7 separate regions of the Mus musculus genome follow, and regions 2, 3, 4, 5, 6 and 7 are each linked to region 1. Evidence: chromatin contacts called from public ChIA-PET, Hi-C and HiChIP or PLAC-seq data. All regions are on one chromosome and are shown on one strand. The core of a region is the stretch at or near the end of the contact, and the rest is flanking DNA. Distances in the headings are between cores, read along the strand shown. Region 1 holds the start of Cdc42 (cell division cycle 42). Region 2 holds the start of Pink1 (PTEN induced putative kinase 1). Region 3 holds the start of Ddost (dolichyl-di-phosphooligosaccharide-protein glycotransferase). Region 4 holds the start of Sh2d5 (SH2 domain containing 5). Region 5 holds the start of Luzp1 (leucine zipper protein 1). Region 6 holds the start of Kdm1a (lysine (K)-specific demethylase 1A). Region 7 holds the start of Eif4g3 (eukaryotic translation initiation factor 4 gamma, 3).

Evidence for each region. A called contact is a pair of places that touch in the nucleus more often than the background predicts. ChIA-PET counts read pairs in DNA pulled down with a chosen protein or histone mark. HiChIP or PLAC-seq counts read pairs in DNA pulled down with a chosen protein or histone mark.
Region 2: an H3K27ac HiChIP or PLAC-seq map of microglia shows a contact between it and region 1, with 8 times the contacts expected there. The contact joins the promoter of Pink1 here to the promoter of Cdc42 in region 1. A contact is called at or near these places in 1 of 484 Hi-C or Micro-C datasets (B cells) and 2 of 115 datasets of contacts at active chromatin or transcription factors (microglia and pancreatic cancer cells).
Region 3: a contact with region 1 is called in an RNA polymerase II ChIA-PET map of memory CD8 T cells, with 12 read pairs. The contact joins the promoter of Ddost here to the promoter of Cdc42 in region 1. A contact is called at or near these places in 1 of 39 promoter capture datasets (liver) and 2 of 115 datasets of contacts at active chromatin or transcription factors (bone marrow-derived macrophages and memory CD8 T cells).
Region 4: an HNF4G HiChIP or PLAC-seq map of pancreatic cancer cells shows a contact between it and region 1. The contact joins the promoter of Sh2d5 here to the promoter of Cdc42 in region 1. A contact is called at or near these places in 1 of 39 promoter capture datasets (pre-B cells), 1 of 115 datasets of contacts at active chromatin or transcription factors (pancreatic cancer cells) and 1 of 9 other capture datasets (adipose tissue).
Region 5: a contact with region 1 is called in a Hi-C map of embryonic stem cells, with 3 times the contacts expected there. The contact joins the promoter of Luzp1 here to the promoter of Cdc42 in region 1. A contact is called at or near these places in 2 of 39 promoter capture datasets (hippocampal neurons and second pharyngeal arch cranial neural crest), 1 of 484 Hi-C or Micro-C datasets (embryonic stem cells) and 3 of 115 datasets of contacts at active chromatin or transcription factors (bone marrow-derived macrophages and embryonic stem cells).
Region 6: a FOXA1 HiChIP or PLAC-seq map of pancreatic cancer cells shows a contact between it and region 1. The contact joins the promoter of Kdm1a here to the promoter of Cdc42 in region 1. A contact is called at or near these places in 2 of 39 promoter capture datasets (the C10 cell line and hippocampal neurons) and 2 of 115 datasets of contacts at active chromatin or transcription factors (microglia and pancreatic cancer cells).
Region 7: an RNA polymerase II ChIA-PET map of memory CD8 T cells shows a contact between it and region 1, with 7 read pairs. The contact joins the promoter of Eif4g3 here to the promoter of Cdc42 in region 1. A contact is called at or near these places in 2 of 115 datasets of contacts at active chromatin or transcription factors (memory CD8 T cells and microglia).

Annotation. Positions count from the first base shown.
Region 1 is chr4:137,355,377-137,359,608 of GRCm38.p6, reverse strand. It overlaps Cdc42 (cell division cycle 42), which reads left to right and starts at 1,850. Exons shown (of 6, transcript NM_009861.3): 1 at 1,850-1,963.
Region 2 is chr4:138,323,913-138,328,144 of GRCm38.p6, reverse strand. It overlaps Pink1 (PTEN induced putative kinase 1), which reads left to right and starts at 1,849. Exons shown (of 8, transcript NM_026880.2): 1 at 1,849-2,312. The coding sequence starts at 1,926.
Region 3 is chr4:138,303,000-138,307,231 of GRCm38.p6, reverse strand. It overlaps Ddost (dolichyl-di-phosphooligosaccharide-protein glycotransferase), which reads right to left and starts at 2,494. Exons shown (of 11, transcript NM_007838.3): 1 at 2,194-2,494; 2 at 1,967-2,077. The coding sequence starts at 2,353.
Region 4 is chr4:138,248,546-138,252,777 of GRCm38.p6, reverse strand. It overlaps Sh2d5 (SH2 domain containing 5), which reads right to left and starts at 2,367. Exons shown (of 10, transcript NM_001099631.1): 1 at 2,270-2,367.
Region 5 is chr4:136,467,501-136,471,732 of GRCm38.p6, reverse strand. Luzp1 (leucine zipper protein 1) reads right to left here and starts at 1,972. Exons shown (of 5, transcript NM_024452.2): 1 at 1,883-1,972.
Region 6 is chr4:136,600,387-136,604,618 of GRCm38.p6, reverse strand. Kdm1a (lysine (K)-specific demethylase 1A) reads left to right here and starts at 1,896. Exons shown (of 20, transcript NM_001347221.1): 1 at 1,896-2,387. The coding sequence starts at 2,034.
Region 7 is chr4:137,991,256-137,995,487 of GRCm38.p6, reverse strand. It overlaps Eif4g3 (eukaryotic translation initiation factor 4 gamma, 3), which reads right to left and starts at 2,032. Exons shown (of 35, transcript NM_172703.3): 1 at 1,861-2,032; 2 at 1,344-1,506.

The DNA of each region.
Region 1 (4,232 bases), core at 601-3,100:
TTGGGTGACATCCCATCAAGATACAGCAGCTGGTGGAAAGGCCAGACATTGTCTGGGACATTCATGGGACTTCGAGGCAGGATAAAAGAAAGGACACAGCCAACCTGCCTTGGGAACAGAGAAAACTGTACTTTCTCTCAAGCCAAAGAAATTGATGAGGTTTTTTTGTTTGTTTGTTTGTTTTGTTTTGTAATCACAAGTTGCCATTTATGGTCATCGGAGTGGAGGGTGTGGCTGAGTGGCAGAGCACTTGCCAAGTATCTGGTGAGCCCTGGGTCCTCCCTGGCATCGGAGAAAGGCTAGACAACTTCGATCCCTATAGGGTGAGATTGCCCACATAGGGAAATGCCCACAGGGTAGAATGCAGCCTTGCTATAAGCGGGGCTTCGTTCGACACAGAACGATGTTTACAGTACAGCTTTGAAAGAAGTAGATTGCAGGCTGGGAGGTGGCTTAGAGGGCAAAGTGATTGCTGCGCAGGTGTGAGGACTTGAGTTCGAATCCCTAGGGCCCACATAAAGCTGGATGCAGGAGCACACATCTGAGGTCTCAGAGTTCTGCCTCCTTAAGACACACCCTCCTGTTTTTTGAGAATGGATGTTTTGTATCCTAGGACACTCTGAATCTTCTATGCAACCAAGGGTCACCATAGATTTTTCTGCTTCCACCTCCCAAGTGCTGGGATTACAGCCATCCATCTCAGAGCTTGGATTATGAATGTGGTAGAGGCACTAACGTGGGGCTTCGTGCATTCTTGGCAAGCTCTCTACCGACTGGGCTACATCTCCAGCCCGCAAGAGAACATTACTGAGATAAGGTTCCTCTAATGTTGGGGAGCATCTGACAGAAGGCTAGGCTCTCTATTCTCCAGCAGCTAGTACACGGCCAGAGAAGGCAGCTATTCAACAGGCGCCGAGATGACAGGGAAGAGAAGGATTTGATAGGTCAGATCCAACCAAAGGGGCCAGGGGAGAGCACTCAGGGACAGTAAATGTAGGACTTTTTTGAGGGGGAAAGTCTTTAGTTCTAAACAAAACCGAGGGTGATACTCAACTCCCACTCCAAAAACAGACAGATAAAGCTGTGCACAGCAAGTCACTTCCTCTCTCAGAGAAGCAAAGAGGCAGGCTATGGAGGGGCACGCCTATAAGCTCAGCACTTCGGAGGTAGAGGCTTAGCAGTTTAAGATCAACCTCTGGTACCTAGTTAAGCATTCAAATCCAGGCTGCGCTAAACGAGATCACGTCTCAAGTTATTAAAAACAAAACAAAACAAAACAAACCCGGTAGCCTGGGTATGGTGATGCACACCTTTAATCCCAGCACCCAGGAAGCAGAGGCAAGGGATTCTCTGAGTTCCAGGCTAGCCTGGGCTCCACAGCAAGTTTCAATACAGCTAGGGCTACCCATGGAAAGAAACTCTTGTCAAAAAACAAAAAACAACAACAAAAAAGAGAGAGACAGCTCAGGCATGGTAGTACATTTCTTGAAATATCAGAACTCTGGAAGCAGAGGCAGTAGTATTGCTGTGTTCTGGGACAGCCTGGTCTACATAGCCATTCTGGGATAGCAAGGGCTACATAATGACACCCTGTCTCAATAAAATAAACAAAAATATAAAAGTAAAACATATTTACAACACTTTTCTTCACGAAGTTGCAAGACTCAAAATAAACTTTAGTTACAACACCGTGCACATCATTGTTCATAGTTTTATTACGGATAAAAAATACCGTTAAAAGGCGCAGAGAGCCAACCAGAGCATGCAAGGAACGCAGCCCGCGCGCGTGCGCGCCAAGGGGCGGAGCCCGAGCCGCCCTCAGCCCCTTCTCTCTCTTTGTCCCTCCCACTTCCGCGGGCACCCAACCATGCGTCCCCTGCGTGCTGACGTCAGGCGCGTGCCCCTGTCCGGCAGCCGAGGAGGCCCCGCGCAGTGCTGCCAACGCCCCGGCGGAGAAGCTGAGGTGAGTGCGGGGCCCGAGAAGCCTCCCTGCGGGAGCGTCTTCTGCGCCGCCCGGTCCCCTTCGCGTGTCCCCCCCCCCCCCGTCCTCTCTCGGTTCTCGAGGATGCTCGCGGGCAGGGGCATCCCGGTGCTTGCGGGCGGTGGGCCGCGAGGGAGGGCTTGCCGGGGTCGCGTGCGCCCGCCGGCCCGGGTTCTGAGGGAAGCGAGGCGGGGTCGCGGCGAGGCTTAGGGCTGGAATGGCGGCGCGGCGCGGCCGGGGATGGCGGCGGCCGAGGGCACAGCCCGGCCGAGCTGTCAGCGGCGGCGGCGGCGGCGGCGGCGGCGAGAGGACCGGGCACACCCATCCCACCCGCTCCCCTCCCCCTCCGGCCGCCCGCGGGCTCCGAGGCCCCGGGGCGCGGGGTGGGAGACGCCCGGTCCGGACCGGGGTCGGAGGCCGGGGGCTGTCTCTCCGTTGTGGGCCTCGACTTCCTGCTTCCCCGGCCCCGCCACGGACGCGTTGCGGCTGGCGGGGGAGGGGAGCGGAACTGCGGCCGCAGGGCCGGGCCGGGCCGGGGCCGAGGTGACGGACCGGGCGGCTCTGCGCCTGCGCCCCTCGGCGGTCTCCAGCCCCGCGCCGTGTCCTCTCCTGCCCCGCGGCTCCCGGGGCTCTCCTGCCGGGGCCGGCCTCTTTGCCATCCGGGACCTGCCTAAGCACCTCCCGAAACCCCGCCTGGCCACTTACTCAGTTCCTCGTTCCTAGCAGGAAATTTTCTTTGTCGGTTATTATTACTATTTTGTAAATTCCTCTTTCCACCCCTTTAACTCTGGGAGAAATTCAGTGTGGAAGATTACGTCATCGCAGCATAAGGGGTGAGAGTTTTAACTCCTACAAGTCAGGGCTATTCAAATTAAGACAGCATCTTGCGGCCTTTGTGGGTCAACCCAGCACATTGGTTCAGAGTAAGGTGGCAATTTTTTTTTGTTGTTGTTGAAATCCTGTTGCCTGTCTTCAGGCTGCCTGAGATGCACCTAAAATACCGAAGGTTCAAAATCTTAGGTTTAAGTTATTTTGGTCAGGGAATATACACTGTCTGCAGCCACTTGTGTAGGTATGATCTTTAAAGGACCCCTTGGCTATATACTCGGGTGAATTGCAGGAGCAATTCTTTGCCACACTAATTGTGACTTACTTGATGTAAAGAACCCAACTTCAGTGCATGGTTTGAAGAATGAGGTGAAAAGAGAATTTCGTCATACCCCTGATTTGTCTTTGTTAGGATTGCAACTTCAAAGTTGCATGCTTTAGTTTTTCCATTAAAAGGGCTTTTGGATTTTTTTTTTTTTTTTATCTTGAGACAGGGTCTCCATATGTAGCCCCGGTTAACCTTAAACATAGAGGGACCTCCTAGTCTCTGCCTCTCAAGAGCTGGGCTTACAGGAATGAGCTACTTGAATTACCAACCTTGATTTTAATTTCTAACCCTAAAAACTTGAGTAATATTTTTAGATCACTAGAATGGTGTGTCCTTTGATTATAGTACACACTAGCATTGAAGAACATTAACACTGCAAAGCAAATGATATCCAGTGCATCCCTGTAAGGGTGGCTCATGTTTGAACAAGACTTTTCCCATTATTGCTCATTTGTATAGAAAATGATGTTTGTAAAATACTGGAGTGGTGGATTCAAATTGGCTTTCTGTAGTTGGTAGTTGTGGAGCTTGAATCTTCCAAAATCTTCCAAAATTTGTTAGCCTTAATGTGACATATAGGAATATAAAATTGGAATACTTACCTACTATTGTGTTTTTTTTAGCCTATATTTAAAAGGTTTATATGTGCACCATTTTTTTTTTTTTAATTAACTAGTTTGGGCTGGTGAGATGGTATAGTGGATAACAACACTTGTCCAACAGGCCTGACTACCTTAGTTGGGTCCCCCAGAACCCAAAGTGGAAGGAGTGAATCCTCTCCAAAGTTGTTCTCCATTGGGCCTTAGTGGTCCTAGCCTTTAATCCCAGCCCTGGGGAGGCAGAGGCAAACTCTTGAGTTTGAGGCTAGACTCATCTACACAGCCTGTCTTGAAGAATCAAAAACAAAAGCTGTCTTCTGATCTTCACACTCTTGCCAGTGTGTATGTGTACAAATAAATGCACACAATAATAATAAAAATTAAAAACACAATTAGTTTGATTTTGACATAAGAGATTGGCAACTGAGTATTTACAAGGAGTTTGTTTTTAAACAATTTGTTCAAGACCCTAAAGTGCCTTATATTCTGTTAAACT
Region 2 (4,232 bases), core at 600-3,099, 970 kb before region 1:
GAGAGAGGCACAGATGAGAACTTCTGGTGTCCCCTCCTATCCCTCCTGCTGACTAGTGCCAAGGCTGAGGCCTGGCTGTCTCTGCTAGGTAGTGCCACCGTTGCTGATTCATGTTTGCTATCCTGACTCTACTGAACTGGACTGTGCTATATCTGTGAAGTGTTTGCGAGTGGATCAAGCTGCCACTGTCTCCTGTGAACTGAACTGCCGATTTCCAGACAACACAGATGGAGTTGCTCCAAAGAACCTTTCTAAACAGGTCCACTTCCTTTCTTTCCCACTACCTTGTTAATAGCGTTCTCACGCCCGGCCAGGAAGAACACAACAGACCAGAATCTTCTGCGGCAAAACTTTATTGCTTACATCTTCAGGAGCTAGGAGCGCAAACCCCCAGCCCCAAAAGCGAAAGCCCCTTCTTACATCTTTAGGAGCCAGAGCTCCGGCGCGCCAAAGCGCAGAGCGCGCTCTATTGTTTACATCTTTAGGCAGCGAGAGAGCGCAGGGCGCGCAGAGCCAGAGAGATGCCAGCGAGAGAGAATGGCGGAAAACCCGTCCCCTTTTTAGGAGAGTTATATTTCGCCTAGGACGCATCACTCCCTGATTGGCTGCAGCCCATGGCCGAGCTGACGTTCACGGGAAAGGCAGAGTACAAGTAGTCGTAAAATACCCTTGGCACATGCGCAGATTATTTGTTTACCACTTAGAACACAGGATGTCAGCGCCATCTTGTGACGGCGAATGTGGGGGCGGCTCCCAACACTACCTCTGGTGGGTAGTGGGTTAAAAGAGAGGTTAAAGCATTGAAGAACCATCATTTAAAATAGGCTTTGAAGGCTGGGCAGTGGTGGCACACGCCTTTAATCCCGCACTTGGGAGGCAGAGGCAGGTGGATTTCTGAGTTCGAGGCCAGCCTGGTCTACAGAGTGAGCTCCAGGAGAGCCAGGGCTATACAGAGAAACCCTGTCTCAACACCCCCCCCCCCCAAAAAAAATAGGCTTTGAAAAAAATTAAAAATTTCACTGGATGACCAGTATTTGGTATTATGTGATTTTACACACACACACACACACACACACACACAAAATTATGCTTAAGTCAGAGACAAGCAAAAAGATTATTCAGCCTGATGTGGTGGTATATACCTGTAATCCCCACACTCCAGAGGGCCATCCTAGTCTACAGGAAGAATTCCAAGCCAACCAGGGCTATGCAAGGCCTTGTCTCAAATAAAGTAAAATAAAATGAGTAAAAATAGTAACAGGGTTAATAACCTTATTATCAGCTAGCTATTCGTAACAAGCAGTTTAAGTCATAGGGATTTATTAAGCATCTGGGTGGCTTCTGGTTAAGTCTCCCAGTCAGTCTCAGACCTCAGCTCCTGCACCCACTGGTGCATAAATTATGGCCTTTGGTCAAGATTTCCCTCCAAGATCTAAGCCCCGGAACCTCCAACCTGTCTGTACAGGAGCATGAGAGCACTTGGGAGTGGGGGAGAAGAGCCAAGGTCTTCCCTCGATAGCCAGGGCAGTGTGAACTTCAACCTCAACTCTAATACCTGCAAGCAATCTGGAAACACCACAGTCGCTTATCTACAAAATTGGCACTCATATCATGGGGGGGACAGTCAAACTAGCTAACAGGTGTAAAGGGCCTGGATCGGTGACTGATAACAAATATTAGTTTCCTGGCTCAACGTCTCATCTTAACCAGGACCAGTGAAGTTGTTCACAACCCCTCGACCTGGGTTCAAAGTGCAAACCAGCTGCACCAAGGGATGCAGGGATGAGCGGGTAGCGCCCCCGCGTGCTGCGCAGGAGAACTGCCGGGGACCGCCCCCCGCGCTTGCGCACAGGCGCCGCCCCCGAAGTTTGTTGTTGTCCCAGACGTTTGTGGCGGTGGCAGCTGGCTCCGGTCACCGCGCCACCATGGCGGTGCGACAGGCACTGGGCCGAGGCCTGCAGCTGGGTCGGGCGCTGCTGCTGCGCTTCGCGCCCAAGCCCGGCCCGCTGTTCGGCTGGGGGAAGCCCGGCCCCGCGGCGGCCTGGGGCCGCGGAGAGCGCCCAGGCCAGGTCGTAAGCCCCGGAGCACAGCCTCGGCCGGTCGGGCTCCCCCTCCCGGACCGCTACCGCTTCTTCCGCCAGTCGGTAGCTGGGCTGGCGGCGCGGATCCAGAGGCAGTTCATGGTGCGGGCCCGGGGCGGCGCAGGCCCTTGCGGCCGAGCGGTCTTCCTGGCCTTCGGGCTGGGGCTGGGGCTGATCGAGGAGAAGCAGGCGGAAGGCCGGAGGGCCGCCTCGGCCTGTCAGGAGATCCAGGTGAGAGCGGCGGTGGGCGGGAGCGCCGGGAGCGGGCCGAACCGGGCCAGAGTGTAGCCCTGAGGCCAGCCGGGCCGGGGCGGGGCCTAGGCCAGGAGGAGGCGGGGTTAGGAGAGTGAGTGATCTGGGTGGGGCGGGGCCAAATTGGACAGCAAGGGCGGAGTTAGTTGGATAGTTGTTGGGGCAGCCTCAGAATCCTAGTGGTGTAGGGGCGGGTCGTGAACCAGGGCGTGGTAGGAGCCTGGGCATTGGGAAGGGCAGGTCTCTGAGCCGTGATTGGGCAATTTAAGGGGGTGGGGTACTCGTGGACCAGACTGAGTGGCTGGTGGCATCTTAGTTATGTGTCTAAGAGCATGAGGACATGCCTAGACCTTGGGGGGGGGGGTAGGTAGATCAGGGGATAAGGCAAAGATTAAAATCTATCTATGACTTGGACTATACATTTCTTGGAATTGATCTGTTAATTAAGGCTGACCTATTTCCCATTACTGATGGCCTGATATGCCGACACTTTGCAAACAGTATGGTTTAAAAGCTGCTGATTATTGGTCTCTGTTGCACTGTAACAAATGGCTTTGAGTAAATTTCTTTTCTTTTGGGATGCATAAAAGGGGGACAGAGCCTTGATTTGTATATGTAGCCCAGGTTTGTCTTGAACTTTTTTTTTTTTTAGTTTTTCAAGACAGGGTTTCTCTGTGTAGCCCTGGCTGTCCTGGAACTCACTTTGTAGACCAGGCTGGCCTCGAACTCAGAAATCCACCTGCCTCTGCCTCCCAAGTGCTGGGATTAAAGGTGTGCACCACCACAGCCCGGCTGGATGATAACATTTGGAATGTAAATAAATAAAATATCCAATTGAAAAAAAAAAGTCACTCAGGAGGCAGAGGCAGGCGGATTTCTGAGTTCGAGGCCAGCCTGGTCTACAAAGTGAGTTCCAGGACAGCCAGGGCTATACAGAGAAACCCTGTCTCAAACCCCCTGCCCCCCCCCCAAAAAAATCAAAAGTTATCATCCCCTTTCCCAGTTTCCCCTCGGTAAACCCCCTATCCCATTCCTCCTCCCCCTGCTTCTATGAGGATGCTCCCCCACCCACCCACTCTCAACTCACTGCCCTGGCATTCCCTACACGGAGTCATCGAACCTTCACAGGATCAAGGGCTTCTCCTCCCATTGATGCCAGTCAAAGCTATCCTCTGCTACATATGCAGCTGGAGCCATGGGTCCATCCATGTGTACTCTTTGGTTGGTTGGTAGTTTAGTCCCTGGGAGCTCTAGGAGGGGGGGGGGTTGGTTGGTTGATATTGCTGTTCTTCCTATGGGGTTGCAAACCCCTTCAGCTCCTTGGCCTTGAATTTCTGATCTTTCTACCTCTATCTCCAAAGTGCTGGGATTATTGGTATGGACCACCATGCTTGATACACATCTTCTAAAACCCCTACCACTCTCATTCCTTGGTGCACTCATCATCCTAATTTACAGGGAGTCCATGCTCAAGAGAGATGAGAAGGTTTACTCAAAATCACACTGCTGATAAAAGGCAGTGCCCAAAGTTCACCCTTCAAAAGGCTGGCCCTCAGCTGAGCCAGACTGCCTGCCACTCCTGTTTAGCCAAACAGTGGGAGAGAGGCTGAGCAGAAACTGCAGCAACGCTGGAATTTCAGGAGAACACAGAAGATCTAACGTGTTAGTATTTAACCAGAGTGGAGTTATGACTGGATACATGGAAGCTCTGGAGCCTTTTAAACTCTTAAAATAGCACAGAGACCTCTCTAGTCGCACAGTTGTCTGGTCAAGGTCACCCAGACCAACAGAAACAATGGATGTGTCTATTAGAGTCTGGGACTTATTTTGAGGAGTTGGCTCAGGCTAGGTTCGCAGATCTAAAACCGGCAAGCAGGCCCAGGGAAGAGCTGGCTCTGC
Region 3 (4,232 bases), core at 1,245-3,744, 950 kb before region 1:
CTGTGCCAGGCTGTGAAAGCATCCTAAACCAGGAGTAGGTGCTGGGGCACCAGGGGAGGGGCTTTCCATGGGACCTAAAGGGAGACAGCAGGAGCCGGGGGTGGGGCTGGGGGGACTGGCACTTTAGACAGCTGGCAGAACCCACTCTTGTGTGAACTACAGAATACAAAGTAGCTGCCAGGGGAAACAAAAGGCCATCCGTGTTTAACTGAAGTAGAGAATGGCAGGGACATCTTACCCCAGACAGGGACAGCCTGGGCCAAAGATGAAACGGAAAAACTACCTAGCACATTCACCAAAAAAGCAAAAGAAACGGCCAGGGCTGGAGAGACGGCTCAGTGACTAAGCACGCAGGCTGCTCTTCCAGAGGACCAGGGTTCAATTCCCAGCACCCACACAGCAGCTCACAACTGTCTGCAATTCCAGTCCAAAGGGATCCACCACCCTCTTCTGGCCTCTGAAAGCATCAGGCATAAACATGGTGGGACATACATGCTGGCCAAATATCCATGCAAAACAAACAAACAAACACACACACACACACACACACATAAGAAATTGTCAGGCTGGACAGATGGCTCAGTGGTTAAGAGGACTGGCTGCTCTTCCAGAGGACCTGGTTTCAATTCCTAGCACGTCTGTAACTCCTGTTCCAGGAGATCCAACACCCTCACACAGACATACATGCATTCAAAACACCAATATATGTAAAGCAAAAACAACTAAGTTATATATTTTTTAAAGTGTTTAAAAAAGCAAAAAGAGCCAGGAGGTGGTGGCGCACGCCTTTAATCCCAGCACTTGGGAGGCAGAGGCAGGTGGATTTCTGAGTTCGAGGCCAGCCTGGTCTACAAAGTGAGTTCCAGGACAGCCAGGGCTATACAGAGGAACCCTGTCTTGAAAAAAAAAAAAAAATGAATGAATGAATGAAAAGAAAAGAAAAGAAAAGAAAAGAAAATTGCCAAAGGAACTGGAGATAGCTAGTTAGTGAAAATACATAGGAAGTGGCTAAAGCTATGGGAAGGGCAAGCATCTCAGCAAGATAAAAATATGAGACTCTCATGTCATCTATTCTCGGTTGGGGACACCAGACTCACAGGCCCAAGGGAGTTAAGAACACTTCTCCAAATATACACATGGAAGAGAGAGACAAAGTTCAGCTCAGTAGATCTTAACAGAAATGTCTAGTGGTGGACTCAACTGCCTTGTAAGACAGAAATAGTTAAGTGTAAGTTACAGATCTTCACTCCATTCAGTAGTCTCTGAGGGCTGGTGAGATGGCTTAGCAGGCAGCCACAGGTCGGTCACTGGGTTCAAGTCTCCAGTAAGGGCTGGGAATGACAAGCGGTGCCTATTACCCAAGCATCAGGAGGCAGAGACTGATCTGAGAGCTCACTGTCCAGCCTGCTTAGTCAAAATGGCAAGCTTCAGGTTCAGTGAGAGACCCTGGCTTAAGGGAGTGAGGAGTGTGACAGAGTAGGTGACCCGATTCTACACGTCCACAGAAGTGTGCACAACCTCACATACATGCATATTTCCCACCACCCCCAATACCAACTAGCCTTGTGTTGGTCAGCCAAAACACATCCATCAGGCCTTAAGGGTTGATGGGTATGTATCTATTTGTATTCTTATGACCTGCAGAATGACTTTTTACAGCAATCCATGTTAATAATGTGACAAATCTTTGTACACAAGCAAGTCAAATCAAGAGTTTCTTTATCAGGACCCTTGTTAGAGAAAACCCCCTTCTCCAGAAGCGAAATGTCTACGGGTGACATTTGGCACTCTATCCTTAGCTGTATCTTTTTGACGGATGAAATCTCCGAGGCCCAAGCTGCAATTAACATTTTCCTCTACTATACTTCGAAACTCACCCCAAGACCCAGAACATGCCCAGGAACAAGAAGACAGCCGTCTCCTGAGCCCCCCCAATCCCATTTCGAGGGGCGACGCGCGCCCTTACCTTCCACCGACGGGGAAAAGATGATAAGGTTGTCATAGAGGAACTCCCCGTACTTAATGAGGGACAAGCTGGGGTCATCTGCGGTCTTGAAGGTGAGCTCAAAGCCCCGGTCTGGAGGAAAGAAACCCGGAACCCGGTCAGGAGAGGAATCCCTGCTGCAGCCCTCGGAGGGGGCTGCCGTCTCCGCCCCAACCCGGGCCATTCCCTCGGCTCTGCTCGGCGCTCACCCTTCAGGCTGCGGAAGAACAGCGAGTGCGTGTCCCGCACGTTCAGGTTGTCCAGCAGCACGAGGGTGCGGGGGCCGCTGGCGCAGACGCAGCCGAGCACGGCCAGCAGCAGCCCGCAGAGGGGCCAGGCGCGGACGGCGAGGCGGGGATCCATCTTCATCTCCCAGCAGCCCAGGCCAGCACCTGGGCACCGGAAGCGTCCCTCGCGGCCGCCCAATGGCCGCTCGCAGCGGCGGAGTACCACTTGGAAGCGGTCCGGGTACTCCGTGGCCCCGCGGCCCACGCCGCTGCGGGGACGGACCAAGAAGCAGGGAACGCCACCGGAAGTGGCCCTCCGGAGGCCGAGTCTCTGTACCTTATTGGCGAAACGCACTTGAGGCTCCGCCTCCCCCATGGAAAAGGGCCAATCCAAGAGAGACAGCTCCGTAGCTGCTGCCAATCAACAAAGCCGGGCGCCCTTTGCCTCCGCCCAGGCTAGCTCCCGCCACATCTCTCAAACTCTCCTCTAGCGTCTCCAGATTTTCCGTTTCCTAGGCAGCCGCCCCTTTTCCCCCAGGACGCAGTTGTCATTACCAGGACCAGATAGGGGTGAATTCCTCGCCTGTCGCTAGTCTAACGGGCTCGGAAGCAGGCCCTTATCTCTTGAGAGCAATGAGGTGGGGAAATAGGCTCTGGCCAGGCCCGAAACAGGGTGGATGGCCAAGGAGAAGGTTAGTGATCAAAAGGCTCTTCACAACCAGGATTGGTGGCTCGTGCTTTTAATTTCAGCACTCGAGTGGGAGGCAGAGGCAGATCTTTGTGACTTCGAGGCCAGCCTGGTCCACATAGTGAGTCCAGGCCTGCTGGGGTCACATATTGAGAGCTGGTATAATGCGGCGGGAGGGAGCAACTTGGCTGGCCGGCCAAGGTGATCCCCTGAACAATCAAGCCACGCGACAGACCTAGTGTAAAGACGATTTATCGTCGGTGGAAGGGAAGGGGACTTGGGACGGGGTAGAGACCGAAAAGGGGAACAGAGAATGGTAGAGAAGAGGCCAGCTGAGAACATCTGGGGGGAGAGAGGAGAGAATAGGAGATAGGGAGAGAGGCAGGTTAGCCGAGAGGAGTCCTTACACGCCTGGCTCGCACCTGGCTGGCGGCTACCCAAGCTGCTGCGTGGTGCCTAGCGGAATTGTCTATAAGCCAACATGGGGTGCCAGCAAGATGGTTCAGCTGATAAAGGTGCTTGTTTGCCACCAAGACTGACGTCGTGAGTTCAATCCCTGGGCCCCAGACGGTGGAAGGAGAGAACGGCCTTCTGCAAGTTGTCTTCTGACACACACACACACACACCAACCCAAGATTCAGGACAGAAATAAAACGTAGAGGTCTAGGGATGTGTACTTCAGTGGGTAAGATGCATGCATTATCTAGATTGCAGGAAGGCCTGGGTTTGATGCCCAGTATCATAGAAAACTAGGCATGGCAGCTGGCAGCTGTAACCTCAGCACTCGAGATACAAACATCAGGATAATTAGTGCAAAGTTGTCCTCAGCTACATGCAAGTCCCAGGCCAGCTGGATGTGACCGTCTCCATATAATAATTATCGTTCCTAAACTTCTCTGAAGCCCAACCACACCACTCAGTGACACTGACTTTAGGGATGTGCCATTGTTAGGACACCCTTTCAAGGTACCCACCTACACCTCTCCCTATAGCTTCAACCGCCTCTGCTCTCTGCTCTGAGTACTGCCAACCTTCGCACACACCCTTGAGTTGCCCATCTGCACCTGTTGCCCTTTCAGCTCCCTCCACAGGTGCCCGCCCTCCCCAGGACTCCCACCTGAGATCTGTATCTTTGCTTTTCCATGGTGGTGGGTGGGGCTTTATTCCCTCAGAAACCTGAGCAACCTCCCCTGACTGGTGCTACTGCAGTGGCCTTTGGTAGTCTGACCCTGTACCCTGGCTGCTTCAGTGAAAACTCCTTGGCCCAAGAGTAAGTAAGGCCTACCAAAGTCTCTGGTATAAGGAGGAGGGCAGAGTAGCTCAGTACAGAGCT
Region 4 (4,232 bases), core at 1,118-3,617, 890 kb before region 1:
TGATTTTTGTTTTTGTTCCCCCCCCCCCGGGACCTTTAGCCAGATCCAGAGGTGGAGGACTGTCCTATGGGACAGATGCATCAATGGACCAGTTACTGCAAAGCAGAGTGGAGGAAAGCCTTGGGGTCCCTGCAGACTCAGCATCCCCAGAGACACCTGCCCTCTCCCAGCTGCCTTCTCACCAGCCTTCTTGCAATGACTGGCTCAGGTCAGAGAGGCCTGGGCACAAGATCTGTGTGGCTTTGGTGCAGCCGCCCCACCTCTCTATGCACTCATTTCCTTTCCTGAAAACTCTGGGTAATATGAGGTACAAGCCGCCCCCCTCCCCCCATCTGCTGGCCAGAAGGGAGCTTGGGAAGACAGCAGAGTCTAGCCACTTTCAAGACTTCCTGTCCAGGTGACACCAACTGGAACCCCTCAGCGATGGTGAAAGTCAGGCTGGGAAGGAAGCTGGCCTGGAGGCTTTGACTCCCCAGGAGAGCGCAGGAGTTAGTAGGGTGGCCTGAAAGTACCAAAGCGGCAGATGTACTTGGAAAGGGAGGAGCTCGGGTGCCTTAGAATTGATGCTCTTAGATCCCTCCACCCTACTGGCCAGTGACCTTCAAGCCCAGGCTTCAACCAGGGAGAGTGGGAAACAATGGCTGTAGCCCCGCCCCTGCCCCAGTCCACCCAGACCTCCCCAAGGCTGCTGCCGACCTTCGCTCTGCCAACCTTCCCTTCTAACCCTGCTCACTTCCCAGTCGCCTGTCCCGACGGCACATCTGTTGTTTATATAAAGCAGACCACAGTCTTGCCACGTGCCGCCTGCCCCTTCCCAGCAGGGGGACGCAGCTCCCCCGGAGGCAGTGAAGTGCTTCTTCACTTTCTAATCACCAAGGCAGGCAGAAGAGAACAAGGAAGCAGAGACCACAAGACTCATAGCCGGCAATGAGACCCGTAAGGAAGCGGGATGGAACGAATGAAAAGAAAAGCAATCACGAAAGAGACAAAGAGAGCTGACGAGAGCCCTTCACACCCCTGCCTGCGCCTGGCAAGCACAGGGTAAAGAGCCAAGGGTCAGCAAAGCTCACACTCACACACACACAGACACCAGCTTGCCCAGTCCTCTGTGGGGGAAAGGGGCATATAGAAGCGGGGGGGGGGGGGGGGGGAGAGAAGGCGGGTGGACAGCATCCTCCAAGCACCTGGCCGTCGTCCCCAGCCTCCTTATATTTAGCCTCCCCAGAAACAGGAACTGTGTGCCCCTCTTCCAGTCTGATCCTGCCTTAGACCAAGGAGGTCACCAGGGTTCATTGAAACCCTGAAAACGACCACACACCCAACTCATCTCTTTGAACCAAAAAAAAAGTTTCCCACAGGGGTTTGTCTGCTGCGGCCAGGTCATACCTACAGAGGCACATACGGGCTTCTATTTTCCAGAGGGCGGGGGGGGGTGTTCTCCTTAGGAGCAGGAGACTGGCTATGTTAACTCTATACTTCACGTCCAATCACAGGGCCCTGTGCACCATAAAACTCAACAATCTATCCATTCAGGGTACTTGGGAGACTCCCAAGCCTGCAGACCCCAGCTACTGGACTAAAGGCACACATCACAGGATGGAGAGCTGGCAAACCCAGGACTCTCTGCCGAGGCTAGGCAGTACCCTTCTGCTTACAGTCTATGGGGCCCCCAAGCAGGCATCCATCCTTGGTATACACTGGGTCTGTATCTGTGCAGAAGTAGCCAGTAGTAGCCTCATAGCTGCAACAACTCAGGCGCTAGGTATGGAACTGTTTAGAAAGGCTGGGCTCCCAGCCCAGCACACTTCTGCTACCATCTCCACAGGCCCTGGACCCGCGCAACAAGGGACTGGACTGGGGTTCAGCAGGTTTGGCTGATGTGACCTTGGCCTGCCAGCTTCCAGTTCCTCAGTTGTGAAGGGGACCGCGAAGGCAGCCACCTCCTGGGTCTGTTCATCAGCCTCTGTTCTTCCCGAAATCTATCTGGTCGCGGGGAGTACACAAGGCTGGATAGGGAAGACGCGGAAAGGATCGCGAGCGGAGGTGCGGAGCGCGTGCGAGCGCAGACAGCGATCTCGCAAGCGTCACCATCCCCACGCAGCGCTAGGTTCTCGGAGGGGCACAGGTGCCCCGGCGCCAGAAAGGGAGGTATGGTGACGGGGACTGAGGTGATGGCAACTGCCGGCGGAGGGAAGTGGGGGTGCGGCTCGCTCTGGGAAGACCCTCCCGGCTTCGGCCCAGCCCCCGGAGGGTTCCCAGGAGCACTCACCACCGCTACCGCGCCTCCTGGCAGGTCTCACAGCTCCGTTTCCCGCAGCTTCTGCTCCTACCCAGCGCGGGGCCCGCCCCACCCCCGCACACGCCCCCGCCCCCGCGCCGCGCGCCCCCCACGTGGCCCTGGGATCCGACCCCTTGGGCATCACCTGGCCGCGGCGCCGGCCTCACCAGCCAATCGGAGCCGCTCCGCTCCGCCGTGCCGCCCAATCAGAGGCTGCGAGGGTACCTGGCTCCGCCCACGCTGCGACCTGGGTTGGCTCCTCCTTGTCGCTCTTCCTCCACGAAGCTGTCCAGACTCGGTGAGCTCAGGGCCTCGCTACTCGTCTGCTCCTCGGGGCAGACCTAGCTACTCCACTAGGTCTGCACGGTCGCTCAATGACCTTGCAGACCCACCCCTTCACACGCAAATGGCAGAGGACTTGGTGGCATGAATCCACTTACTGGGTGGAGATTGATTGGACCGCTCAGCTGGGGTCCAGCAGGAGTGGTGACTCTTGTCCTTCCGGCCTCACGGAAATCCACTTAGATGGGGAAATGGTGAGTGAATTTAGCCAGCGCGCGCACAGAGCCGAGAGGGCGAGCTCTTCTGATCCCATTAGGTGAGGAGCGCAGTAGGTGGCCCAAATAAATCGCAAATCCGAGCCAGGCAAGCGCGTGGTGTGTATTAAACCCGAAATCTGCAGAGAGAACGCATCAGAAACTGCCCGTGTGGCACACCGCAGAAATCCAGGACATAAGGGTTCAGACCCAGGGAGGGACACCAAGACAGATGACAGAGCCCGCGAGAAGGTGGACCTGAATCTGCAGCCTCAGGGGAGTTCCCAGGTGCAGTGCAGAGTGCGCAGGGCACGGCTCTGGGCATCCCTTGTCTCTGCAGAGCTCCTAACACCTTTCCAGAGGCAACAATAAGGTGTGATTGTTGCCCACAACCAGGCACTTCTCTCTCCCCAGTGGGACTTAGATTAACACTTTAATCATGTTAATCCTCCAGGGCCTCTCCCATAGCCATTACCACCCCTGACTCAGCCAGGTGAGAACTGGAAGGCCTGACAGGGACACTGACCTGGTAAGTGAAGGGTCAGTAAATACCGATGCTATTTTGAATTTCTTTTGTCTGTGACCTTTGGCAATTCCCCTGTGCAGAATGGTAAGGAATCTCCCTAACAGTCTCCAGGCCTGGACAGTGAAGGAGCAACGGGGGGGAGGGGGGGGGCAAGCTCAGTTCACCAAACGGGCAACTCAGGATACATAAAAACGAAAAGGCTCCCTCCTAACTCTTAAAAAGAAATATTTAAAGCTCCTTACTTCATCTTAGTTTATTTTATTTTTAAATAAAATGCACTTTTTATAGAATAAAATTTTACAATTTTATAAATTTAGATTTCTTTTTGATTGTGAGTATGATCCATTCCTTTTTTTTTCTTTCATTTTATTAATTTTTATCTGTATGTGTGTTTTGCCTGCTTTTATATCTGTGCACCACATGCATACCTGGTACCATTGCAAGCCACAAGGAGTCAGGTCCTCTGAAACTGCAGTTATGAGAGTTGTGAGCTGTCATACAAATGCTAGGAATGGAGCCTAGGTCCTCCGGAAGGGCAACCAGTACTCTTAACCACGTGAGACACTTCTCTACTCAGATTTATAAGTGTTTTGCCTGCATGTGTGCATATATATCGCATTTGTGCCTGAATCCCTCAGAGAACAGAAGGTGGGGGTGGGGGGACAAACCTCTGGAATTAGAATTACAGATGGGTATTAGCTGTCACACGGGTGCTAAAAACACAGCCCAGGTTCTCTGCATGAGCAACAAATGCTCTTAGTGGCTGAGCCATCTCTCCAGCCCCCAAAATGAATATGACTTGTTTTTGTTTTTTGTTTTTTTCGAGACAGGGTTTCTCTGTATAGCCCTGGCTGTCCTGGAACTCATTCTGTAGACCAGGCTGGCCTCAAAC
Region 5 (4,232 bases), core at 723-3,222, 890 kb after region 1:
TGTCAGGCATCTCCCAACCATAGCTGCCTATAACAAAAACTTGAGAGGGATCTGGCCTCAGAAACACCTGAACTCATGTGAGCATTCCCATACACAGGAAGACAAATCTTTTTTAAACTCCATGTTATTAGTGGATGGTCAGCTGTGAACCTATACTTCCTGCCTTCATAGTCCAATCCATCCCTTACCCATCCCACTATTTCTAGTTTTTCAAACTTTAGCTGCTATGTTTAGAAAAGTGATTTAATTTTAGAAACCTGGAAAATTCTTCCGAGTAAATTGAGCAAAACCTTAATCTGCCCCAAGGGGAAATTCTGTGCAAAACAATTATTTCTAACAAGAGAAGAATTTTCTAAGGGGGTTATAGAATTTAACCACACAAATGCCACCAAAGCTGCACACAAAGTGACAGAAGGCAATCTGGAACATACTGTACAGATTTTCCCAGAGGAAATAGCCTCCCCTCATCTGGGGTTGCTAAATCTTCCTAGGTGATCTGAATTCTTCCCGGCTCTGTCACTAGTCCAGATCCTTAAGCCAGAACCACAGACAGCAGTTGGAAAAAAAAATAAAATAAAAAGGACAAAAAGAAATACCCTGAACAAACCCCAAATCTCAAAAATATCTTCCAAAAGGCACTGAGGTCCAGAGAGTTATTTTCTCCTGAATGGACAGAAAAGCCACCACGAGGCGCTCAGAAGCACAATCCTTTCCCCCAAGGTCATTCAAGTCATCGAAGGTGCGACAGAGAATCTGCAAGCTGCTCGGTTAAAGAACACTGCGGAGATTTTTTTTTTTTTTTTGGAGGTGTGTGAAGGGGGATGGGGGGGGGGGCTGCCTGCTCTCTTCCCCTCTCCCACCCCGAAGTGTGAGCACCCGCCTCGGCATTTCCGAAACAAGCCACAACAAGCTCTGCAGTGTTAGGAAAGGGGCTGACGCGATGAAGAAACAGATGCTCCATAGCAAGATGGGTCTTTCTCGGCCGGCTGAGGCTCCTGCGAGGTAATTAGCAGAAACCGCAGGCACCTCGGAGAGGTCCCCACCGGGCTGCGGAACCCACCAGCCCCGCCGTGCCAGTGCCCGTGCCCGGGACGCCGGCTTCCACCTCGCTAGTCGCCTGGCCAGCCGCAGGCCAAAAGCGGCTCCCGAAACCGCACTTCATTCCTGCGCTTCGGGAAGCCATGGCTCCCTTCCCTGCCGGGCCGCGGGGCGGGGTGCGCGCTGCGGAAAGTTCACCGCGGCGGCGGGAGGGGGCCGGCGGCTACCCGAGTGCCCCTGCAGATTCCACCATTAATTAGTCCTCGGGACTGTCGACTGGCAACTTAAACAAAGCGAATGCCTCGAATTCCTTCCCGGGCCGCGGCGGTCTGGCCCGCGAGACGGGAGCAGCGCGCCGGCGGGAGCCGCGCGGGCGGGCGGGCGGGCCGCAGCCCCGGGGCCGACAGCTGCGGACGCCCCGGGGCCGCCGCGGGCCTCTCCCCGGCCCCCCGCGCGTCGCGTCCCGCACACCGGCCGCGGCCCTTCCTGTCCGCTCACTTCCTTCCTCCCGGCTCGCCGCCCCGCGGAGCCCGGCGAGGACCCCGACGCCTCCCTCCCTGGCCGCCACAGCCGCGCTCGCCCTCACTCGGCGTCTCCCCAGTCTCCTCAGAAACGTCCCTCCCCCTCCTCAGGAAGAAAAAAAAATCTCTGAGTCTCTCCCTCCAACTCCAGCCACACTCTCTCCGGCTGGCCCACCGGAGACCTCCCCTTCCCGGCTCCGCTTCCAGAACCCGCGCGCACTCCCCGCCGTCCCCGGGACACCCCGGCCGAGACCCCCTCACCCCCGGCACACAAGCCGGACTCCCAGGCCGCCCGCCTCGCCACACTCCCGCCGCCGCCTCACCTCAGCGGCTGCGGCCCGCGCTCCCGCCGCCGGAGGATCCGGCGCTCCGCTCCCAGCGGCCGGCGCCTGCTCAGGCTCCCCCAGACTGACAATGAGGGGCGGGGCCTTGTGTGGCGTCAGCGCTCCGGGGCGGGGCGTATGCCAGGCCACGCCTCCTTTGGTCCTTTTTTTAAGCCCTCCCACTTCCAAGCCCAAGGTTTGAACCCAGCCAAGTTTTCATTGCCTTCCTAGCTAGGTGCCCCGGACCTGGGCTAGGCTCCGGAGGAAACCTGACTTGGAAGGCAAGACCGCGCTCAAAAGAAACGCTTTCAGAGACGTTGGGAGGGTGCAGTAAAATCGTCCATGCAAAGGGATTAGGGCCTGAAATGAAGTCATCGCTCAACCAAACACCTCTTACTCAGTGAGTGTGGAGAAGGGACTGGGCGTGGCTCAGAGGTCATGACTTCTAGTCCCACTGGCTCCACATTCATTCCTCAGGTGCTGCCAGGAAAGTCCTTTCCCATCTATATCCCTTACTTTTCCTTCTTTAAAATGGGAATCGGCAGTGGGCCACATGGTCTCAAAAAGTCCCCCCAATGCCTTCTATGTACAAAGTACTAGGGCCAAGAGAACCCCTGGGGGGAAGTGGACTTTGAAGGTAGCTCAGGACCTAAATCCTGCAGCGCACAGGCCACATTCAGAGACGTTCTGTGGGCGCCCTCCCACGCGCTGGCACCCAGCAGCCTGCACAAGCCGGGACACAGATGGCTAAGAGCTGCTTCCTCTCTGACTGCAGGAGTATGGCTGGTCTCTGGAGACGCCTCTTGTGTAAGCTCTTTATTGCCTATGGAACAAAGGCCAAATCCATGGCCTGGTATTCTCACTTCCTACCTTCATACACACGCTCTGAAGTTTACCCAAACTTCCCTTAGCACACCCACCGCTTTCCCACATCCGCCCTTCTGCTTGTCACCTCATCTCCTGTGTGCGTCCTCCTATTTCTCCCAAGGCAAAAAGACCAACCCTCTTTGCTCTCTGTACCTGGTGGCATTGACTCCAGCTCTCACAGGGCCGTGGATACATTATAACTTGTATCCTGTTGACCTCCAGCTGGGTGTGGCAGTGGCACATTCCTATCTTTAATCCCAGCACTCAGCAGGCAGGTGCATTGCTAGTTTGAGACAAGCAGGGCTACAAATAAGAAAACATGTCTTAAAAAATAATGCCATCCATGGCCATGAGCGCTGGTAGGCAAATGCTGAAGAGGGTGAAACAGGAGAATCACACATTTAGGGCCAACCTGGAGTACCCTTTGGGGCTGGGGATACAGTTCTGTTGGTAGAGCATTTGTCTAGTATGCACAATGCCCTGGCTTCAATCACAAACACTGCATAGTTGGATGTGGTAGCATATACCTCTAATTCCAGCACTCAGGAGGTAAAGCCAGAAAACTCAGGAATTCAACTGCAGAGACCGGCATAGTAGCAAATGCTTTTAATCCCAACACTTGGGAGGCAGAGGGCGGGCAGAGTTCTGTGAGTTCTAGGCCAACCTGGTCTACATAGTAAGTTCTAGGACAACCAGAGCTACATAGTGAAATCCTGTCTCAAAGAAAGAAAGAAAGAGTTCAGAACTGGGGAGATAGCCTATTTGTTAGAGCATTTTGCAGAGGAGCCAGGTTCTGTCCCAACACCCACATGGAAGCTCACAACACTCTGCAGCCCCAACTCCAAAGGATCGAATACTCTTTTCTGGTCTCTGCAGGCACCAGGTACATACATGATACACATACATACACATAAGCAAAACATTCATCCATGGGAGCTGGAGTGATGGCTCAGCGATTAAGAGCACTGACTGCTCTTCTGAAGGTCCTGAGTTCAATTCCCAGCAACCACATGGTGGCTCACAACCATCCGTAATGAGATCTGATGCCCTCTTCTGGTGCTTCTGAAGACAGCAACAGTGTACTTAGATATAATGATAAATAAATCGTTTAAAAAAAAACACTCATCCACATGAAAAAATTAATAAATAAAAATAAAGTTGGTTGGTGGTGTTGTCGATGTTTTCAAGGCAGGGTTTCACTGTGTAGCTCTGGTTGTCCTGGAACTAGATCTGTAAGGGAGGCTGGCCTCAAACTCAGAGGTCTGCCTCTGCCTCCTGAGTACAGGGATTTAAAATAAAGGTTTTTTAAAACAAAGTTAAGGCCATCCTCAGCACCGTGGTGGGCCTGAGGCCATTCTCATCCCCAGCAACTTAGTGGGCCTGAGGCCGTTCTGGGCTACATAATTCTCTGTCTCTAATTAAATAAGCAAACTGTTCATTTGTTCCTTAGTGATTCTGGGCATGAAACTCACACATTTTTGTG
Region 6 (4,232 bases), core at 647-3,146, 760 kb after region 1:
CACAAAGCTTTCTCCAACCCCTCAATATAATTCTACCACACTCACCAATTTTGTTAATTGTGACCATGAAAACATACTTCACACATGGGACATACGTGGTCCTGTGAACACATTTTTTTTTTCTTCCTGCGTACTGTTTTTGCTTTTTGGTTTGTTTTTTGAGATAATGTTTCTCTGTGTAGCCCTGGTCAGCCTGGAACTTGCTCTGTAGACCACCAGGGTGGCCCCGAATTCAGAGATCTGCCTGCCTCTGCCTCCCAAGTGCTGGGATTAAAGTCGTGCACCACCACCTTCAGGCCTAGTTTTTTTTTGTTTTTGTTTTTAAAGTCTATTTTGTTCACAGAGTTCAGTGAATTTTAGTGAATACTCACACCTCTGTAAGCATCACCCCGATCAAGGTATGGAGTTTCCTCCAGCAACCTTCCTCCTGCTGTTCTGTGTTCAACTTCATCACCTTGGAAGAATTAAACAAACCAGCAAAACCCTGTAACAGGGCCCCAAATCTTAGTAGGCTGAAAGATCTTACCACAGTTAACTCAATGGTGGAAATACCATTTAAGCTGTAAAACTTAACACATAGACAGTACCACCTGCCAAAACTAAAACAAAGGCTTAATCCATTTAAGTCCGTAGTTTTGGGAAATGGACTGACCTTGCTTTTTGGCTTCTGTAGTTCTGCTTCTGGCTAACTGAAGCTTTTAAAAAAGTTTTATTTATTATTTCTAAGTACACTGTAGCTGTCTTCAGACACACCGGAAGAGGGCATCAGATCCCATTACAGATGGTTGTGAGCCACCATGTAGTTGCTGGGAATTGAACTCAGGACCTCTGAAAGAGCAGTCACTTCTCTTAACCACTGAGCCATCTCTCCAGCCCCCCATCTCCCCAGGCCCCAAGTAAATACTTTCTATTGGCTTAAACCCATGCCTGCATTCTTCTCTGGTGAATATCTCATAGCCCCCCAACATCCTATACATCTCAACATCTCATGAATAAAACACCCACATTCACAACATTAGAAAGAACTGACCAAGCCGGGCAGTGGTGGCACATGCCTTTAATCTCAGCACTTGGGAGGCAGAGGCAGAGGCAGGTGGATTTCTGAGTTAGAGGCCAGTCTGGCCTACAAAGTGAGTTCCAGGACAGGCTGGGCTATACAGAGAAACCCTGTCTCGGAAAAACCAATCCCCCACCCCCCTCCCCAAAAAAGAAAAAAAGAAAAGAAAGAACTGACCTAGGTTGAAGAAGTGTTATGCGCCTGGAGATGAGAGGCATGGAGGAGGAGGCATGGTGGCGAGCATGTGCAGCCTCAAGAAAGAAAATAAACACGGCTTGGAGGCAAGAGCGAGTCCACTTTGACTCAAACCAGAAATTCCTCATTTCTCTCTATTTTATTACCGTGGAAATTCGTGCACTCTTTATTTCCCCACAGTCCAAGCAGGGCCATTATGAAGCTAGTTTCCCTAGCTCTAGGGATAACTCGGGGCCATATACATTCTGGGCCAGTGCTCTAAAGGTTGAGTTACAGAGCACAGGATAATTAAGTGATCATTAATTAAGTTGTACTTCAGAGTGTTCCCCTGTCTCAATTAGGTAGTAAGCCCTCTGAAAGCCGGAATTCCATAATCCACCCCTTGTCCTGCAGGGAGAGTGAATGTTATTAGTTGAAGTGACTAGTGTATGGGGTGAATATTGAGAGTCCTTGATGAAAACGGTCGGGCTCAGAACCCGAAGTCAGGCGGATATGCTGGGTCGCACTCCCAATCGCAGGGGGCGCTCTAGGTCAGCCTCGCGATCGGAGCTGCGGCGCCGCTCTAGCCTCCAGGACGTCGCTCTCTGGTCTTGAGCCGGGGACAAGCGGCTGCTTTTTTGTCCTGGTGCGGCGGGAGCGCGCAGGGCGCGTGCGCACGCGGGGGTGTTTGGCTTCGCACGGAGCGTGAGAGGTGCGGGGCGGAGAGGCGCGAGGCGGCTGCGGACCCACGGAGCGGCAGACCGATCGGCCCCTGCGGCCCGCGGCGGCCAGGCGGCCCGAGATGTTGTCTGGGAAGAAGGCGGCGGCGGCGGCAGCGGCAGCGGCGGCGGCGGCGGCTGCTGGGACCGAGGCCGGGTCCGGGGCGGCGGGCGGTGCCGAGAACGGCTCTGAGGTGGCCGCGCCGCCCGCGGGCCTGACGGGCCCCACCGACATGGCTACGGGGGCGGCGGGCGAGCGCACTCCCCGAAAGAAGGAGCCTCCGCGGGCCTCGCCGCCCGGGGGCCTAGCCGAGCCGCCGGGGTCTGCTGGGCCCCAGGCGGGGCCCACAGCCGGGCCCGGCTCCGCGACGCCCATGGAGACCGGAATAGCCGAGACCCCGGAGGGCCGACGGACCAGCCGGCGCAAGCGGGCCAAGGTGAGGCCGTGATCGAACCGCTGGTCCCGGGGACCGGAGTGGGGCCGGGGGAGGGGAGGCCCGGCCTTTGTGCGGGGACCCGGTGTATCGGGCGCTGGAGGGTGTGACCCTGATGGTCTGACTGGGAAAGATGGCTTCCCGACGCGTTTGTCTACCTGTGTGTCTGATGTGTGCGGACGGCGGACGGCTTCTGGGTTGTGTACACCGGGGAGATGGGTGTGATGCTCTAAGAGTCAAGCTGCATGAAAAGAAAGAGACTTTTTCTTTGTTTTTGAAAGGTCTTGCTGTACGCCAGGTACGCGTAGACTCTTATTTCTTTCTTTCTTTTTTTTAAAGATAAAATAATAAAATATACAAAAACCAATCGTTTATTGTGCGTGTGCGAGTTGGGGTCATAGGATAGCTCGCCTGAGTCCTTCCTGTCTTTCCGCCATGCTAAGGAATCGAACTGAGGTTGTCAGGCCTGGAGGCCAGCGCTTTCTTGGGGCCCGGGTAGACTTTTTCAAATTGTGGAAGCGAATGAAGAATACCAGTTGGACACGGGGCGAATATAAAGATAAAGATTTGGCATCAAATCCAACACTATCCACAGATAACCTCTGTCTCACACCCCAGTATGCCAGATGGTGCATTTGGCACAGGGCCAGCGTTTTTCGTTTTCCCAAACACCACTGGACTGGTATTGTTAGCTTCATTTTAAGAATGAGTAAAAAGAGGTTTGCAGTTTCAGAGTTTGGTGTTTTGACAAGGTGTAATTCGATATTGAAACAAACAAACAAACAAACAAACAACCCTCTGGGTCAGTAACCTTGCTAAGCATTGGTGTGGCTTTATTGCACAGTATTAGCCTTAACCAGAGATGCTTAATCTGATGGGGAAATTGGAAATACATATGGGTTTGTAATAAATACAAGAAGTAGTCTAAGGGGCTGGAGAGGTGGCTCAGTGGTTAAGACTGCTGACTGCTCTTCCAGGGGTCCTGAGTTCAATTCCCAGCAACCACAACCATCTCACATCTGTAATGGGATCTGATGCCCTCTTCTGGTGTGTCTGAAGACAGCTACAGTGTACTCAGATAAATAAATCTTTAAAAAAGAAAGTAGTCTAAGGATATGGCTGAATGGCACAGGACTGGCCAAGCAGAATTGAGAATTTGTGTTTCTGTTTGTAGCACTGCAAGATAAATACAAGTGTTAAGTAGTGTGACTTAGGTAGCTTCTTGTACATTGTTCTCTCCTGCTGTGCTGGGGAGTTGACTCTCTTATGTGCTAGACAGGTTCTCTACTATAGCCCCAGTCCTCCTTTTTATTTTGAAACTATATTGGCCCTAAATTTATCTTGTGGCTTAAACAGTGCTTGAACTTGTGAACCTCCTGGGTCAGCCTCCCAAGTGACTGGGATTCTAGACCTGCCTCAGTAGGCCTGGTTTGTTTTGTTTTTGATTAACAAATATCTTGTTATGTTGCTCGTAAGATCTCAGATTCCTATGCTCAACACATAGTCTGACCTAGGCTTCCAGAGTGGTCCCTACACTGTGCCAGGCTGCTGGGTATCATTTTCCAGGGCGGTGGGATGTGTTACTGGAGAGCCTTCAGCTTCCTGCTTGAGACCTTCATACTCACTGCTCAGTCATTTGGATTTGGGGGAAAGGCCTGTTGGGGGAGGAGGGATTATCAGACATGCATTAGAAAGGAGGAGTATTGGGGATACTGGAATAGTTTTAGCAGAGATGGAGAGGAAGGGTCAACCAAAACCAATGATGTATGAAAATGCTATAAGGAAACCTACCAAACATGTTCTTAAAATCCACAAAACTAGAATCCTCTTAAAACTGAAGAAAGTGCA
Region 7 (4,232 bases), core at 783-3,282, 640 kb before region 1:
ACAATATGTAAAGAACACAGAAAGAACGCTGGACAGAAAACAAACAATGACCTGAGGTGACCCAAGAAGGGGAAGTGTTTTTCCCTTCTCAAAGTAATTGATACAGACAAGAATCAAACTACACAGAAATGACTAGCCCCAACACCACTTACAAGTCAAACACAAGAACCACACAGCACTGGGAACATCCAAAAATCATTTGTCCATTTTTCACAAGTCCAAGGATGGGGGGTGGGGGCGGGGGAGATGATGAAATGTTATTCTCAGATAGGTAACAACACCTCTGCTTGCCCATCGATGGTAACGCACACCTTTAATCCCAGCATTCAGGAGGCAGAGGCAGGCGGATCTCTTGAGTTCAAGGGCAGCTTGGTCTACAGAGCAAGTTCTAGGGCAGCCAGGGCTACACAGAGAAACCCAGTGGGGATCCAAAGGAGTATCACCTTCCTTTACTCCATAGGAGCTGTGAATTCGACGTTTTATTCTGACTTAAATACCAGGTACCAAGATTTTTCAATCAAAGCTGCCCCAACTTCTATACCATGAAATTAAGACACATTCAAAACTAAGACCCTTCCTTGGGAGCCCTGGTACCCTCCAGACACCACCCTACGGAGCAGCAAACTTACTAAAGCCCTTTAAAAAAGATATACAGCGTTAACACCAGTCTTAGAAGAAGTGAGACTTCTGGGGGTACTGGGTAATGTGAGTTAACTTCCTCTTCCTTTAGAAAGGTCAAAGACAGGGAAGCGCCCAGTGTAACATTTCCTCCTTAGCCGGCTCCACCACAAGCCACAACACAACTCTAATTGCTTAAAAAAATAAAATACGATAAAATAAAATAAAACAAAACACTAGCGGGGGGGGGTGCTTTTTGTACACTTGCAGTAAAGACTGAAGACCCAACTTACCTCAGGAATGAGCTGATTCGTTTCCAACAGAAAATTTAGCAATAAACTTTGCTATGAATCCTAAATAATAATTAGAGAGGCTACCGAGCCCCGCAGAAGGCAGGGCCTCCCAACAGTCAGAAAAGCCTTGCCCGCAGGGCTGGTCCTAGGCACCAGCAAATTCTGCCCAAGAAAGGGGAGGGAGCAGCCAAGGGCAGGGTTCCCCCCAGATCCACAAGAGCTGCAGAGGCACGGCCCGGTGGAGCTAGTAGTGTTCACGGTACCGCAGAGGGTCCCGGGGTCCCCAGCAATGCTGTCACCGGTGCACCCCAAAAGCTCGGGTCAAGCCGGGAGCAGAGCGGCTGCCCGTCCCTTTTCTGGCCGGGCTATGACGGCAGGCAAGGAGGTTCCCACCGAGGGTCGCTCTGGACCGCCGGAAGGTGAAAAGGATACTGTTGGGGCGCCGGGGTCTGGAGGGCCCTGATGTTCGGGTGAGGAGGGGCCGCCGCTGCCGCTACTGCCGCCGCCGCCGCCGCTGCCGCCGGATGAGGAGGCGGTACCGCCGCCGCCGCCGCCGCTCCGGTGCCGGGTCCGGTTCCTGCTGCAGCCGCTGAGCCTGATTTCAGAGCCGGTTTCTGCGGTAAACTCATGGCAAAGCGAAGCCACCAACCCCCCCAGAGCGGGACCGGGCGCGCCGGGGTGCAGGGGCCGGGGGCAGCGGAGGGGCGGGATGGGGGCAGACCCGGGGAGGCGGCGGGAGCGGGGGGCCGGGGGGAGGCTGGGAGGAGGAGGAGGAGGGGGCCGGGACCGGTCACACACGCCCTCCGCCGCCGCCGCCTCCGCCGCCGCCGCCGCGGGCAGCAGCAGCCGCCCCGCGGGCCAGCACCACCGGCTGCCGGTCTCCGTGACAACGCGACCCCGGGGAGGGGGGGGCCGGACCCGGCAGGGGCAGGAGGCGGAGAGACCGGACCTTTCACGGCAATATCCTCATGGGCCGGCGGCGGGGGGTCTCTGTCCCCCTCCCCGGGGGAAGCGGCGCCCTTCTCGGTAGCGGGGCTCGGGCGATGCGGACGGATTTTCTTCACTCAACGAGCAGAGCATCCAACATGGCGCTGCGGCCGCCTCCAGCAGTCCGGCAGGACGGCCGCTCGGAGCTTTTCGGCCCTTTTCGGAAGGACTCGGCAGACCGAGGGTGGCAAGCTCTCTCGGCTATTTCCGGAGACCGCGAGCGGCCGGGCTTCTTCGGGAGCGCTCGGGAGCGCCTTCGGCCGCTGTTCGGGAACGCCGCAGGAGCTGACACTCTTTCTCGGGAAAGATCGGTGATCCGGGACGGCTGAGGATCTCCGCGGCGCGGTGCGGAGCTGAGGGAGAGACCGAAGGGCACGTCTGTAGGGAGAGAGCTCAGCCTCGAAGAACAATAGTAACGGCACCCGAGGCCGCGGTCCGTCGAGACCTGCCAAGCAAGCGTCGAGAGGCGGCGGAGCGGAAAAACCGAGGCGCTGCGGAGGGAACCGCTAAGCCAGAGCACAAACCGACAGTTAGGAACCCGCCCGCCTCAAGGACTTATTAACATAACAGATGCCACTCGCCGGCCCTTGACGTCGCCAGCCATGGGCATTATGTCGACACGTCGTCCTCAGATGCCCAAAGTGCGAAATGGAACGAGGAGCCCCATTTTGCAGAGGAGGCCCCGGAGAAGAAAAGTGACTGCCCCAAGGTCGCCTGGCTGGGAAGGGATGGAGCGGATTCAGAAACGGGATCCCACCTTCTCTAGGATGAACCTTACCCTTCTAGGATGCAAAATGGCCTGCCTTGCCAGAAACTGACCCTAAGCTCTGTAGAGTGGATATCTTCCCACAGTCTTCCCCAAGACTGGAGGGGCCTTTGACTACAACCTGTAGTCGGCTGCCCATCTTCTTTTGCTTGGCTAACTCCTGTGGATAAGGTCTCCTCCCCCCACATCCATTCACACTTTGCACACCACACCTGCGCCCCTCAATAGAGGCATTGTCCCCAGGACACAGTAACATTGACAGAAAAGGAGTCGCAGACACCTCCGAACTGTGCAGATATGGAGTACTGCATTAGCTCATATAATCCCAAGAAATAGGTAAATACCTATTCTTACAAATGAAGACTCTGGGGTCCAAAGAAGTTTAGCTATCATCTACACTATTAAAAAAAAATTTTTTTTGAGGCAGCTCAAAGCTGACAGGAGACTTTGCCAAGGTCACATGACCAACGTGGACAGAGGTAAAATTAGTGTCCTGTGTCCTGTGTGCTTGAGTTGCAAACGTTAGGACCCAAGTGCAGACTCCAGAATTCACTCAGGAAAAGTCTGGTGTGCGAGAGGTGTATACAGTCCCAGCATTGAGGTGAAGACCAACAGTTCCCTGAGGCTCACTGGTCACAGCCCACTCCATCTGATGAGTTCCAGGCCAGTGAGAGACCCTGTCTCCAGAATAAAAGGTGACAGCACCAGAAGAAGACACCTGAGGTTGTCCCCTGGTCGCCATACACATGAACATACAAACAAGATTAGTGTCCTGACTCCTGCTACATTGGTGGGTTTCAGAGTTGGGGTGGTCGTTGGTTTCTCTGGGTTTGTTGGCTTGCTTGCTTCTTTTTGAGAGAGTCTTAAGTAGCTCAGGCTAGCCTCATCTCTCCACGTGCCTGAGGATAACCTTGAACTCCTGCTTGTCTTGCCTCTACCCTCCAAGTACTAGAATTATAGGCACTCACCACCGGGCCCTTAAAAAAAAAAAAAAAAAAAAAGCTTTACATGTAGTGGGTGACAACCCCTGGGAGCCCCAGATGTTCTCTGTAGGCTAAAAGCTAGGTGGCAGGCTCCCCCATTGCCTCATTGCCTCTAGCTACCTGAGCCTCCACTGCATTAGAAGGAAAGCCGCCTTCCATCTCTTGACCAGGCACAACAGCTACTTCCTACTCTGGCATCCTCCACCATATGAAAATTTGTTATACCAGGTTACTTAAGTGTGGATTTTCCACTCCTCTTCAGGCTTGACTAACTCCAGGAAAGACTCCCAAGTGGTCCTTTCTCGGCCCCTGGAGTCTCATTTCAGATTCTGAGAACCTGAGTCTCGGGCATCTTTATCCCAATCAAAATCTGTTCCCAGCAGAAAGATCCGACTTCCCCGTTTACTCTCCGCTGATAACAGATTGATAATTGCCTAATTGTTATTCTTTTCTGAGCTAGCTTCCTTTTTTATCTTAATAATAGCTACAAGCATCATGCAATTAGTATGTGCCGGGGGGCCTTTGCTAAACATTTTGCGAGCATTATCAACCTCAAACAGGACAGATCCTGGGCAAAATAATGTT